Linked DNA regions of Lactuca sativa: region 2 is linked to region 1. Evidence: chromatin contacts called from public Hi-C data. All regions are on one chromosome and are shown on one strand. The core of a region is the stretch at or near the end of the contact, and the rest is flanking DNA. Distances in the headings are between cores, read along the strand shown.

Evidence for each region. A called contact is a pair of places that touch in the nucleus more often than the background predicts.
Region 2: a Hi-C map of bud shows a contact between it and region 1, with 5 times the contacts expected there. The contact joins the promoter of LOC111913456 here to the promoter of LOC111913455 in region 1. A contact is called at or near these places in 3 of 4 Hi-C or Micro-C datasets (bud, leaf and seed).

What each region holds. Positions count from the first base shown.
Region 1 is chr1:30,384,611-30,390,589 of Lsat_Salinas_v11, reverse strand. LOC111913455 (adenine phosphoribosyltransferase 1) reads right to left here and starts at 2,644. Exons shown (of 5, transcript XM_023909148.3): 1 at 2,264-2,644; 2 at 2,068-2,178; 3 at 1,321-1,662; 4 at 1,172-1,230; 5 at 874-1,093. The coding sequence starts at 2,573. The coding sequence ends at 1,040.
Region 2 is chr1:30,553,728-30,559,563 of Lsat_Salinas_v11, reverse strand. It overlaps LOC111913456 (perakine reductase), which reads right to left and starts at 2,900. Exons shown (of 7, transcript XM_023909151.3): 1 at 2,622-2,900; 2 at 1,845-2,015; 3 at 1,523-1,726; 4 at 1,278-1,450; 5 at 1,097-1,193; 6 at 865-1,018; 7 at 184-677. The coding sequence starts at 2,684. The coding sequence ends at 493.

The sequences.
Region 1 (5,979 bases), core at 1,395-3,894:
TTCTTATGGAGCCTATTTTTTTTTGGAGGCATATATTAAATTGAGTCAATGAAAGTATGATCACTAAATTTTTTTCATGGAAGATTAAGGATAACGCCTGAATGGTGGATCAACTTAAATTATATCTTTCTCCAAGACTTTCGATTTCTTGTATCTCTACTAGCACTACCAGCAAAAGGAAGTTGTGTATCTTGAGAACTACCAGCATATCATATAGAAGATCTGTCGCTAACCTTTCTACAAATGAGAAATAGATAAACAAGGCTAAAAGAAGCCCAACTTAAAACATGCATAATTTTTGATCCATTGGAGTTTGGAGGTCCGTTTTTACATTGCAGAAAAGCTCTCTTCGGGCCAAGTTCCTAACTAACTGTTGCTGACATCGCCAAAACGTCAGCTTAAGCCCTCAATTTTAATTTCCCCTCGTTTAGAGTTTAGACTCATTTCCTAAAAAAAATTTATTCCATTTTTGTGGTAGGATATTTTATTTCCGTAACTCTGTTTTTTACTTTTTTTTTCTCGTATTTATTTAGGTGCTTAATAAGATGAATTTGAGTCTTCTGTAAATTTCTGAAATTTGACAAAACCTTCAAATCAGCCTTTAATGACATCTTGGAAATTAATAAAAACTTTTCTCTTGGGAATTTCTTGAACAATTCTCTGTTCATACTTCCATTTCGTGTCATCGGTCATCTAACTTATAAGTTATAACCCAGGATATGGAGATGATTGATATTATGTTCGTGATATTTGAGTTTTTGTTGTGGTTTTATGATAAACTATATTTTTTATTTCTTAGGCTATTGGTTAAATTTAATTGTTTTTAATTTAAATTTGCTGAACATGATGAAAAATATGGAGCCGAGCAAAAAATTGTGGCAACAGTAAACAAACTCATCATCGTTTAAAGACTCGAAGGAAATAATGAAATCAGTTACATTAAAATCCCACTTATTGTTAACTAGAATACTCCAAATCATACAGTGATTTTCTCTCAAGCCTTCAATTCCAATTAAATCTTTTAATAAATAATCGAAAATCAAGTTGAGCTTATGAGCACAAATAGCGGCTTATCTCCTAATCGGTCCCGACCCTGAAATTTTCAAAATTAATTCAAGATCAAATACTGTTTAATTAAACAAACATCATTTATCCAGACAACACAGTGTACCTTCAGATCAGGCAATTCAATGACACAGGCACACTCGACTACATTCGCGCCAACGCGTTCTGCAACAAAACAAAATTTGAACAAATCTAAAAAAGTGGTAAAAAAAATAAACAAATAAATAAATAAACTGTAATTATCAAATTACTTACCAAGTAGGTTAATGGCAGCCACTAAGGTTCCTCCTGTTGCAATTAAATCATCTATCACAAGAGTTCGTTCACCAGCTTCTACTGCTCCAACATGCATCTCCATTATGTCACTTCCGTACTCTAACGAGTATTCTTCTGATATAACAGCTCCTGATATGACATGACATGACATAACATAACATATTATCCTGTGTGAGGAATTATTAAACTGAAAGAAGGTAACTGATGTCAATGGTAGAAAAGATATACCGGGTAACTTGTTGGGTTTTCTCATTGGAACGAATTTAGCACCAATGGCTAATGCAATAGGAGGACCAAATATGAATCCTCTTGCTTCAACACCTATGCATTATAATTTATACAACCAAAATCATCAAATAGTATTCGTTTATCAGTAGTTGATTATCGAGAAGTTAAAATGAGGTAATGAATTACTCTATTATAGTTACTACAATAAAATCGGGTGCTTTGATGGTTTCTACAATGAGTTCAGGGTAGCAAACAACCAATATAGTTACTATATTATCAACTACAAGCTGAAGATCAGGTCAAAATCAATCGATTGTTTTTATAAATTAACAGGTTTTTATAATCATCAGCATGAATCTACTGCCTACTAATTCATTGATTTCAACTTTATGCAAATAGGGAAAGCATCAACATATAAAATTAGCTCAACTGAATAGCATCAGCACAAAAGCTAGTGATTCAAAAAGTACTTCAAATTACGTGAAAAGGAGAATTTACCAGCAACAACGGAGATGTCTTTGTCTTTGTATCTCTCGACGAACAGATCGATCGAATCCTTAAATGCTACTGGATCAAGCAGCATCGTCGTAATATCCTGAAACATGATCCCTACACATACATAAACCTCAATATCCATTGGTCAAATGAGACATCCAAACATCAATTGATCAATTAAAACTGTTAGTGTGTGTACCAGGTTTAGGGAAGTCCGGGATGACGCGAATTGTGGATGAAATGCGAGCAATGCGATCGTCTTTGACGGCGACATCTCCTTGCTTATGATCGGAATCAGGTTCCGCCATGTTAGAGTAGGAGTTCACTTTGAAGTCGGTACGGACGCCGGCGCCGGCGAAGGTAGAGTAGACACGGGGGCCACCGGAGATCGACGCCGGTTTTACGGAAGAAGGAGGGGTAAGTGATTTTAATGAAATGACGGAATTGCCACTGAAGAAATACGTAGTTGGCTTCTTCAGGACGGTGAAACTGATTTTAAGCGTGTTCATCGTGAGTGGGTTTCTTCAGAGGAAAACAAGAGAGTTAATAAACCGGATGTTATCGTCGAGGGCAATTTGGTCAAATAGGCATGTGTACTTAACAAGCTTTATCCATCCCAGGAGTAAACTACAAAATAATAATAATAATAATAATAATAATAATAATAATAATAATAATAATCTCTGGTTATTATCTTATTTCTTTGATAAGTGCATTTTTGTCTGCCGCAGAAATACAAAAATACAATTTGAAGGTTTTTTATTTTTTATTTTTTTGTAAATTTTATTTAGTAAAAGAATGCAAGTTTACTCACGATACTTATAATTTCAAAATATAATTATATTTGTTACAATTTTGAAACCTAAAAATCATTCCTTAAAATCTTAAAAGTTGTAATCATATTTTATCACAAAAAGATCATTTATACATTGTTTGTAACCAATTATAATAAAGAAAATTGAAATAGTTTATAACTATAATGAGTCGCAATCGGGTGGATAAGGGAAAGACTTACAGGAGGGTGTTGATCATAATGTTAAGGTTTCTTATGCCAATGTTGTTACAAATAATAAAGATAAGCAACCATCGAATAAAGTGATGATTGAAAGTAATGAGGTCTATATCACACTAGAATATGCACTCTCTTATTATTCTTTGAATGGGTATTATCGAATAAAATATTTTCATATGAATAAAACCGATAAAACTTATCAAACTTGAGGATTTTATATGTTTCATATTGCGTTGGGCATCAATGTGACATGGGCATATATGTGATACAACTATTATACATATACATGCTGTGTATTTCATATATTTCGTATACGAGTTCCATTTTTGACGTTCTTAGTATCCATACATAGGTGGGATTATAATCTACAATTTTCGTTTAGATTCTGTTGACTGATTTTGACTTCATTTTTAATATTATATTTTTAACGAGCCAGGACATGAAAAGTCTGTTAAAAATTCATAACTTCTTCATCCGACGTCCGTTTTCGTCTGTCTTTTTACCGTTGTACTAATATTGATGAGATCTTCGATTATCGTTTAGGTTGTGTCGGCTAAAAATCACTCGATCTTTATTTCGAGTTTCGGGTTGTGTATTGTTATGCCGATTCTTAGAAAAATCATAATTTTTTCATACGAAGTCAGATTTGGACGTTCGTTTTATGAATATTCTCGGTTTAACAAATATTACACTTTCATGTAGATCACAAATGCTAAAAAGTAGTTTATCGTAAACTCACTTTTTACGTCATATGGCGTCGTGTTGGTTCTATCGCGAAACTTCGATAAGTCATAACTCCTTCGTTATAACTCGGATTTCGGTGAGGTTTTTGCCTAAATGTTTCTAACGAGATAATCTACAACTTTCAATAACATTATTTTACCTTATTTCCAGCTTTATATTTTCGTTAATTTCAATATTTGACTTTTTGATCGGAATCTCATAAGACTTCCCATCACTTTATGAATGATTCTAAACATAGTTTTACTTCAATCCTCGTAAAAACTATCTTGTTAGAACTCAATGCTCAAAACCATATAATATTTAACAATATTCATTTTTAAACTAACAAAACACGATAATTATACATGGTCATTAACGTGTATGTTACAAATACATCCTCCTTTTGAGGACTTCATCCCCAAAATTACTCCTTTTGAGGACTTCGTCCCCAAAATTACAATGATTTAAACAAATGGGAATATTTCGCTCTTATCTCATTCTTATTTTCCCAAGTATAATTTCGGCATCGATGGTGTTTCCACTTTACAATCACCAACTCCACTTCTTTATTACATAATTCAGTCGTTAATTCGTTTACGATCTCTTCAGGATCTTCTACATATCTTACTTTATTATCTAGTTTCACCTCTGATAACGGGACCGTTTCATCATATATGCTTAAACATTTACACAGATAACTTACATGAAACACATCATGAATACCTACCAAATCTTCCGGTAATTCCGAACGATATGTTTGCTTACTAATTCTCTAGACAATTTTGAAAGGACCTACAAATCTAAGACTCAATTTTTCTTTCTTTCCAAATCGCATAATGTCTTTCCATGGGGATATGTAACACCCGATCTCAGGTACGCATTTAATTCAAGTCAAACCTCATATTTTCACCCTTGGACTCGATGAGTTGGAGGCTCAACTCGTCAAGTAGGAACGACTCCAGGTCGGGGGATTAAGTGACCTACTCGCCGAGTCGGTGACGGCAGGCGGTGCCCGGAGTTGCTAGCCACCACCTCACGGTGGTGGTGATAGCTCACTTTTACCTCAGATTACACAACACCCACTTAATGCAATCGCAACAACATTACACACACGCGACCCAAATTCGATCAACAAAACTTGTCAACTTGCTCAAATCCAACTAGTAAGGCTACATGAAACTGTGAAGCATGCGACAATTTGGAAAAAAGAAAATCGCAGAGCTTTCTAAGCATCACAAAAGACAAGGAGATTGGAGATGGAATCGATCACGCTTAATGCTGAATCTATCGGCATCGCAACTCACACAAAAATATATACATGAAAATCGATTGGAGCAAAACGGTAACTCGTCTTTGTCGTAATGCCCTTTGCCCCTTTCTGTCTTTTTGGAGTTCAATCGCTCTTTCTCGGGTTCCATTCATTTGGTTTTTAATTTTGTGTTGCATAATGCATATTATATTGTTTAAAGAGTATTGAGATGTATCCCTCAAAAACACATACTTAAATTATGATCGGTTGAATATCTATGAAATGTTTAAATCAATTTATTTAAGCTTTGTGTATATAACTTCTAACTTTTCAACATTTCTTTCATTTTGGTCCTTGTTCATTTTGTATGTCGATAAAATGTGGGAGTCAATGGGTTACATTTGTTTATAATTTCAAAATAAGAGTTAAATTTAACTTTGTAAATTAGAGTTAATTTCGTTCAATTGCAAATTTCATTTAGTTTTTTACTAAAGCTGTAGATGTCTTTTACCCTTAGTTTATGTTTAAGTTTTTTCTAATTTTTTTATTTTTAATGTTTTTATTATCTTTAATCAAATCATGTGATTTGTGTAGTACACCAATATAAAACTTATGTAACATCGTGTTTTGGAGGCTAAAAGTGTCGGGCTTTTTGGTAAAAATAAAAATATTTTTTTAATTTGATACAAAATAAAGCAAAGCGAAATAAATTAAATAATTGAAATGTAAGGAAATTATAAGAAATAATAATAATAAATCTTGCTATTACTTTGTATTTTTAAAATAATAGAATTTTAATGTCTAACCAAGTATTTTGTTAGAATGGTCATTTGCGTCAAACGGGTGAAAGTTAGGCTTGACTTAAGAGTTTACCAACTTAATGATTTTGACTTAATTTGTGAGTATTAGGATGGAGAGGTACCATTTTGAA
Region 2 (5,836 bases), core at 1,651-4,150, 170 kb before region 1:
AAAGAGGGTAAATATGTATAGTAGGCCATGACATTTAAAGGTTCATCACTCGTTCAAACTTAGCATTTTGTATTTTCGGGGCACATTTTGCGAGGGTTTAGACTTTAGAATTACAAAACACATTATTAAAGATGCGAAGAAAAATAATAACCACAAGAATTAATCTGGTTCACACAATCAAGATAATCGTGTTACATCCACATAAGAGATGTATTATTCATTTTCTCAGCGATACAAAACTTTCTCAACACATATAACCATATTCTACAATTTAGGATCCACATATATCGAAACACCTTTGAAGAAAAACAAAGCTTAAAACATGTGTTTACTTACACCGCTAACCAACCAATCTCACTGCCAACATACAACAACAACAACAACAACAATACCTAATTCCCACAACTGCTAACATGAGGAAGATAAATCACAGTGTCCACAAAGTATAGGGGCACAAAAGGTATATAGCGGAGCATGGGTGCATGAAGATGATCAAGTGTTGTTCTTAGGGGGCGAATTTGCAAATTTCCACGAGATACGTAGAAGAGCTTCACCAGTTCTACAACCAGCAACTTCATCGATAGGAACCGCATTAGAAATTTCTTCAACGTCTTCTTTTGTAAGTTTCACTTTAACTGTACCAACATTCTCATCAAGATTCTTAATCTTAGTTGTACCTATGTCAAAAAAAGAACCAGCAACCAACCAATCAGAAATAGTAAAATACTTTACTCAATGTAGTCTAATGTACTTATAAATTCCGTAATAACAACTTTCTCACATTTTTTACTCTTAATAACAATTTAGTTTATATTTTACCAATAGCAACGTACATATATTTCTTCTTCTTTATAGTAAACTTACCAGGAATAGGCACTACATCCTCCCCCTGATGAAGAACCCAAGCAAGAGCAAGCTGAATAGGGGTACATCCGTGATTTTTTGCCATTGCTTCTACACGATCATAAACAACCTTGTTCTTTGTAAAGTTTTCTCCAGTAAACCTTGGATGTGAACCCTAAGAGAGAATCTTTGATATCAAAAGCTTTTTATACTCCTAACTTTAATGCAAAGATATATGTAGTTGATTACTTACCAATATACTATTTTCGGGTACACTTTCTTTAATTGCTTTGCCCCCAAAAAATCCACGCCCAACAGGACTGTATGGAACTATGCCTATTCCAAGTTCCCTTTGCAACAAACAAATTTAGGGCAACATACAAAAACCCAAATGGGAAATAAATCAATAGATTGAATAGAAAATAGAAATATACCTGCACAATGGAATCAGTTCTTCCTCAATATCACGGGTCCAAAGGGAATATTCCATTTGTAAAGCAGTGATTGGATGAATGGCATGTGCTCTCCTGATCGTGTCTGCGTTAGCTTCAGATAGCCCGATGTACTTTATCTTACCTTCTTCCACCATCTTTTTAAGTTCTTCCATCTGTATTTCAAAAGAATATGTAATGTCTGTATGTGAAACTCAAGAAATCAAGGTCCACAAGTGTAAACTTACAGTGTCTTCAATAGGAACAGTTGTGTCAATTCTATGTATGTAATAGAGATCAATGTAATCCACACCCAACCTCTTTAGGCTACCCTCACAACACGAACGTGCATATTCAGGGGTACCTTTGACTTTAATACCAGTGGGTTCAATCTTGAATATACCGAATTTTGTGGCTAATTGGATCTTTTCTCGAGGTAATTCCTTTAATGCCTGCAGCATTCCAGTTTAATCAACTAGGATAAATGTTTGGCAATGTGATTACATTGGCAAGAATTTCATGAAGATTATTTATATAGCTTTGTTGTTTAGTATAAGGAAATCCAATTACCTTCCCAACTAGTATCTCATTAGCATGCTGAACCCCATATACATCAGCAGTATCAAAGAATGTAATTCCTCTACTAAAAACTTCCTTGAGCACTTTGATGCCTTCTTCCTCAGGGAGAGGATTGTTATAGATACCTGTAAGCCCCATGCAGCCATACCCTAATCTTGAGACCTGTATAAAGGAAAATGCGGTTGAATGTCTAACAGATCCATATCTAATTTGCAACTTAGAACCATTCTCTCTGTCAGACAATCAAGGTTGATCTTTTGCAGAAAATGATAAATCAAGGTACATGTTAAGTAGGCTAAGAACTTATAGAGTTTTATGGATCATAGTTCAATATTTAACATACTCTCTGAGCAATGATCTGATCCGAAAAATGAGATTTGTTTAAAACAGATGAATAGGGTAACGCTAGGGTTTGAATGTTTGATAGAAGTGTTTTTTTTTTTTTTTTTTTTTTTTTTTTTTTTTTCTAAATCGCTTCACAGGAATCTCTGCACCGAGGAGGCAGATCCTATTAATCAAACCAAACGATCACACAAGTTTGGGAATGCACGTAGCAACTAGATAGGAACTTAATCAGAGAATCAGATATGCGAGCAACATAATCCGACAAAATGCAAACAAGATAAATACCAATTAGAATTTTGCTACGATCAATGAAAGAGACCAAACTATCGTTTCTGATTTGTGCCAATGAACTAGGATGTGGTGAAAAAATGCTGGCTGATCATATATGAAACAGAAAAGGAAAAGATAAATCGAGACTCTGACCTCAAGCCCCTGATTCCCAAGCTTCACTCTAGGCATCTCGAAAGTTGAATTACGCTCCGCCATTGTTGCAATGCTCAAGTCGAGAGTCGAGACTATCGAATGTGGTAGGTGAACTCAGTGAACTTCACCACGTTTCATGGAAGCACTCGAGACGATTGACTAAGGTAGGTGACCTCAATGCTCGCGTCGCGTCGATAGTCTAGACTGTGGTAGGTAAACTGTAGGAACTGAATTCACTCTGTAAGGTTTTTGTTTCGATTGGCTTTAAAACGTCGAGTTATTGATGAAAACAGGGTTATTTAAAAAACTATTTATGAGTGTATTTGAAAAAACTTTTTACCATTTTATTGGGTAACAGAGATTGATTTTTTTCCATTCATTTATTATTTTACCTTTTTACTGCTCTTTTTTATATATAAAAATAGCAATTTTTTTTTATCTTTTCTATTTCTGGACAAAAAACAAACATTTTGATGCTCGGTTTCTACTTGTTTTGCCATCACTTGTTGATGTTTCGGTGAAACTTCTTAAAACACCAATCTCTATGGTTCTCGTTTGGTAGTATTCCGTTGTCATTTATTACATTTAATAATTTCCTAATTAAACTATTACAATAAAATTAAAAGGAAAATTTTACATTATAAAATAAATAGATAATTAAAACGACATGCATATTGCAAAATTACAATTTCAAAATCCAAAAAACACACCAAATAAACATCACATAGGTCTAGTTACGACAATGTGTTACCAAATTCATACACCTTAATACAACACTTTTATACGATTAAAATGTATTTCAGTATTTATGTGACAGCAACAAACTGTCACAAATAATCAAATCAGCAACAATATAAATAAGATAAATACTCAGTAGCTTAACAACAACTTCAAAGTGTCTCTATAACCCAGTAAACACTATTTTAGCTTTTTAATAAACTTCATCAGCATGTTGTGTCATAAAAACATATTTTTTTTAACAGTGTTTTGATTAAGATCAATTGCGTACACCTTGACACTTTAAAATTGATATTTATTATACATGTTATATTTTCATTAAAAAAACTAATTTGACAAAATATTAACATATTAAATATAATTATTTTTATAGTTTTCATATCAAAACCGTCTAAACAAATTATATATATATATATATATATATATATATATATATATATATATATATATATATATATATATATATATATATATATATAAATAATGAATCTAAGCATCGATTTTTATTTTTACTAAAATCAAATTATTTAATTTAAATTGATTTAAGAATAATATTTAAATATACTATATACATATTTGTTTATCTTGATAAAAAGAATTTTATACAACTTTTCCCGTCCAACTCTGGAACAATAAAAAAGTTTACCTCCTTTTTTCTTTGCAAATAATAAGAGATTAAGATGTTGAAAAAGAAAATCTTTTGTTGTGTAGAAATGATGATATCAAAAAAAAAAAAAAGAACGAACAAAAAAATATTGTTATTTAAAAAAACAGCACACAAAAAATGTTATTTAAAAGTAAAAAAAAATACAATAAAAATGTGAAATAAAAGAGAAAAGGAGAAAAATCAGATATTTAAAATAAGAAAACATTAAGAAAAAATAAAGTAAAAATGTTATGCTATTGGATTTTTTATATGGTTGGTCCACATTGTTTTCATTTGTTGGATCTGTAGTTCCACGTCATATGAAAAGATCATAAGATTATCTTCCCTTTTAATATGTTTTTCCTTTTACTTTTTAGTTATTAATATATTATACTAATAATATAAAAAAAATACCTGACAACCTATCCTCTCTCCCTTTCTCTCAAACATATGGTAGTGGCTTAGTGTTTTAGTTTTAGTTGCTCTGGTGATGATGGAAGGATGAAGGATATTGGTAGCATTGGTCTCCATGTCATCTCGGGGCAGTGTTTCATGGTGTTCATTTGTCTTTTCATCATGTCAGTTGTCGGAGCTACTTATATATTTATTATATACTCTAGGGACATCAAATCCTCCCTTGTGTATGATCAAAGCATCCTTAATCTCCTTAGCACTTTCAAAGACGGTGGCGATATTGGAATCATCTTCACGTTAATTAATGAAATCTCACCAACATGGGTGGTCATCCTCCTTAGCATTGACATAAACTTCTTTGGGTACTTTCAAGATTTGGATGGTAGTGACCAGAAATATTAATATTGCACAACTACATGGTTTGAAAAATGTTTTTGTTCGCTTTCATAGGTGCAAATTCACAAATGTTTGCTAATACATGAATTTTAGTTATTTATGTACAAAATTTCCTAAACACTCGTCGAGGGGTTAGGACTTTTGAATGGTTTTGTAAGGTTAAGCAGCACAATTATCACTCAACTATATCATGATCTTTAGGGCATGATCCAAGATCACTCATCTTGTTCACCGAATGGGTTCAAGGAGTTGTCTTTATAGTTTTGTAGTTTTTATTCGGATTCTTAAAACCTCAAAAGTTATTAAGCAATCCAATAAGTTCAAAACTTTCTATGAATTATTATATATTTCATTAAGACTAGCAAGGTTTCCTATGGTTAATAATCATCACTAAAAGAAAACTTAAATTTTTGGAGGTTAAGTATGTTGCGACAACTTTGGTTGTTTTGGTGCTACTCTTTGCTCTTATTAGTATTGTGTTCAAAGAAGAATTCAATCTTTGGAAAAGAAATCATGAAGTGGCTCATCATTTTCCGGCGAAGGTCATAACTAAGAACCTAACTAGAAGAACTGACTTTCCCACACCACTATCATCTCCATACCCTATACCCCTTGGAACTCACCACTGAATAAAGCTCCAGGATCCTCATTAGAAACCTCATGAAAACCCTCTAAACACCACATATACCCACAACCCACCTGGGGCATTGTTGCCGCATGAAAATGGGTGATAGTGGGCATTTTTTGCCGACCAAGAGACAACGGGGCGAATAAAATGGGTGATAGTAGGGTGTTGGCATGATTTTTTTCTCATATTGACAATAAACAGAGATGGAGAAAGGGTGTAGCGTAATTTTTTTAAAATTTTAATTATTAAAATATATAAAAAAAAAAAAATTAATAATAAGATGGTCTTTGCATACAAACCACACCATCAATGTAAAAAATGCAAACCACAAGGACCAACCATGTCAAAAATCCAATATTAGGACCAAATATGTGAATTTGGGTAAACTATATG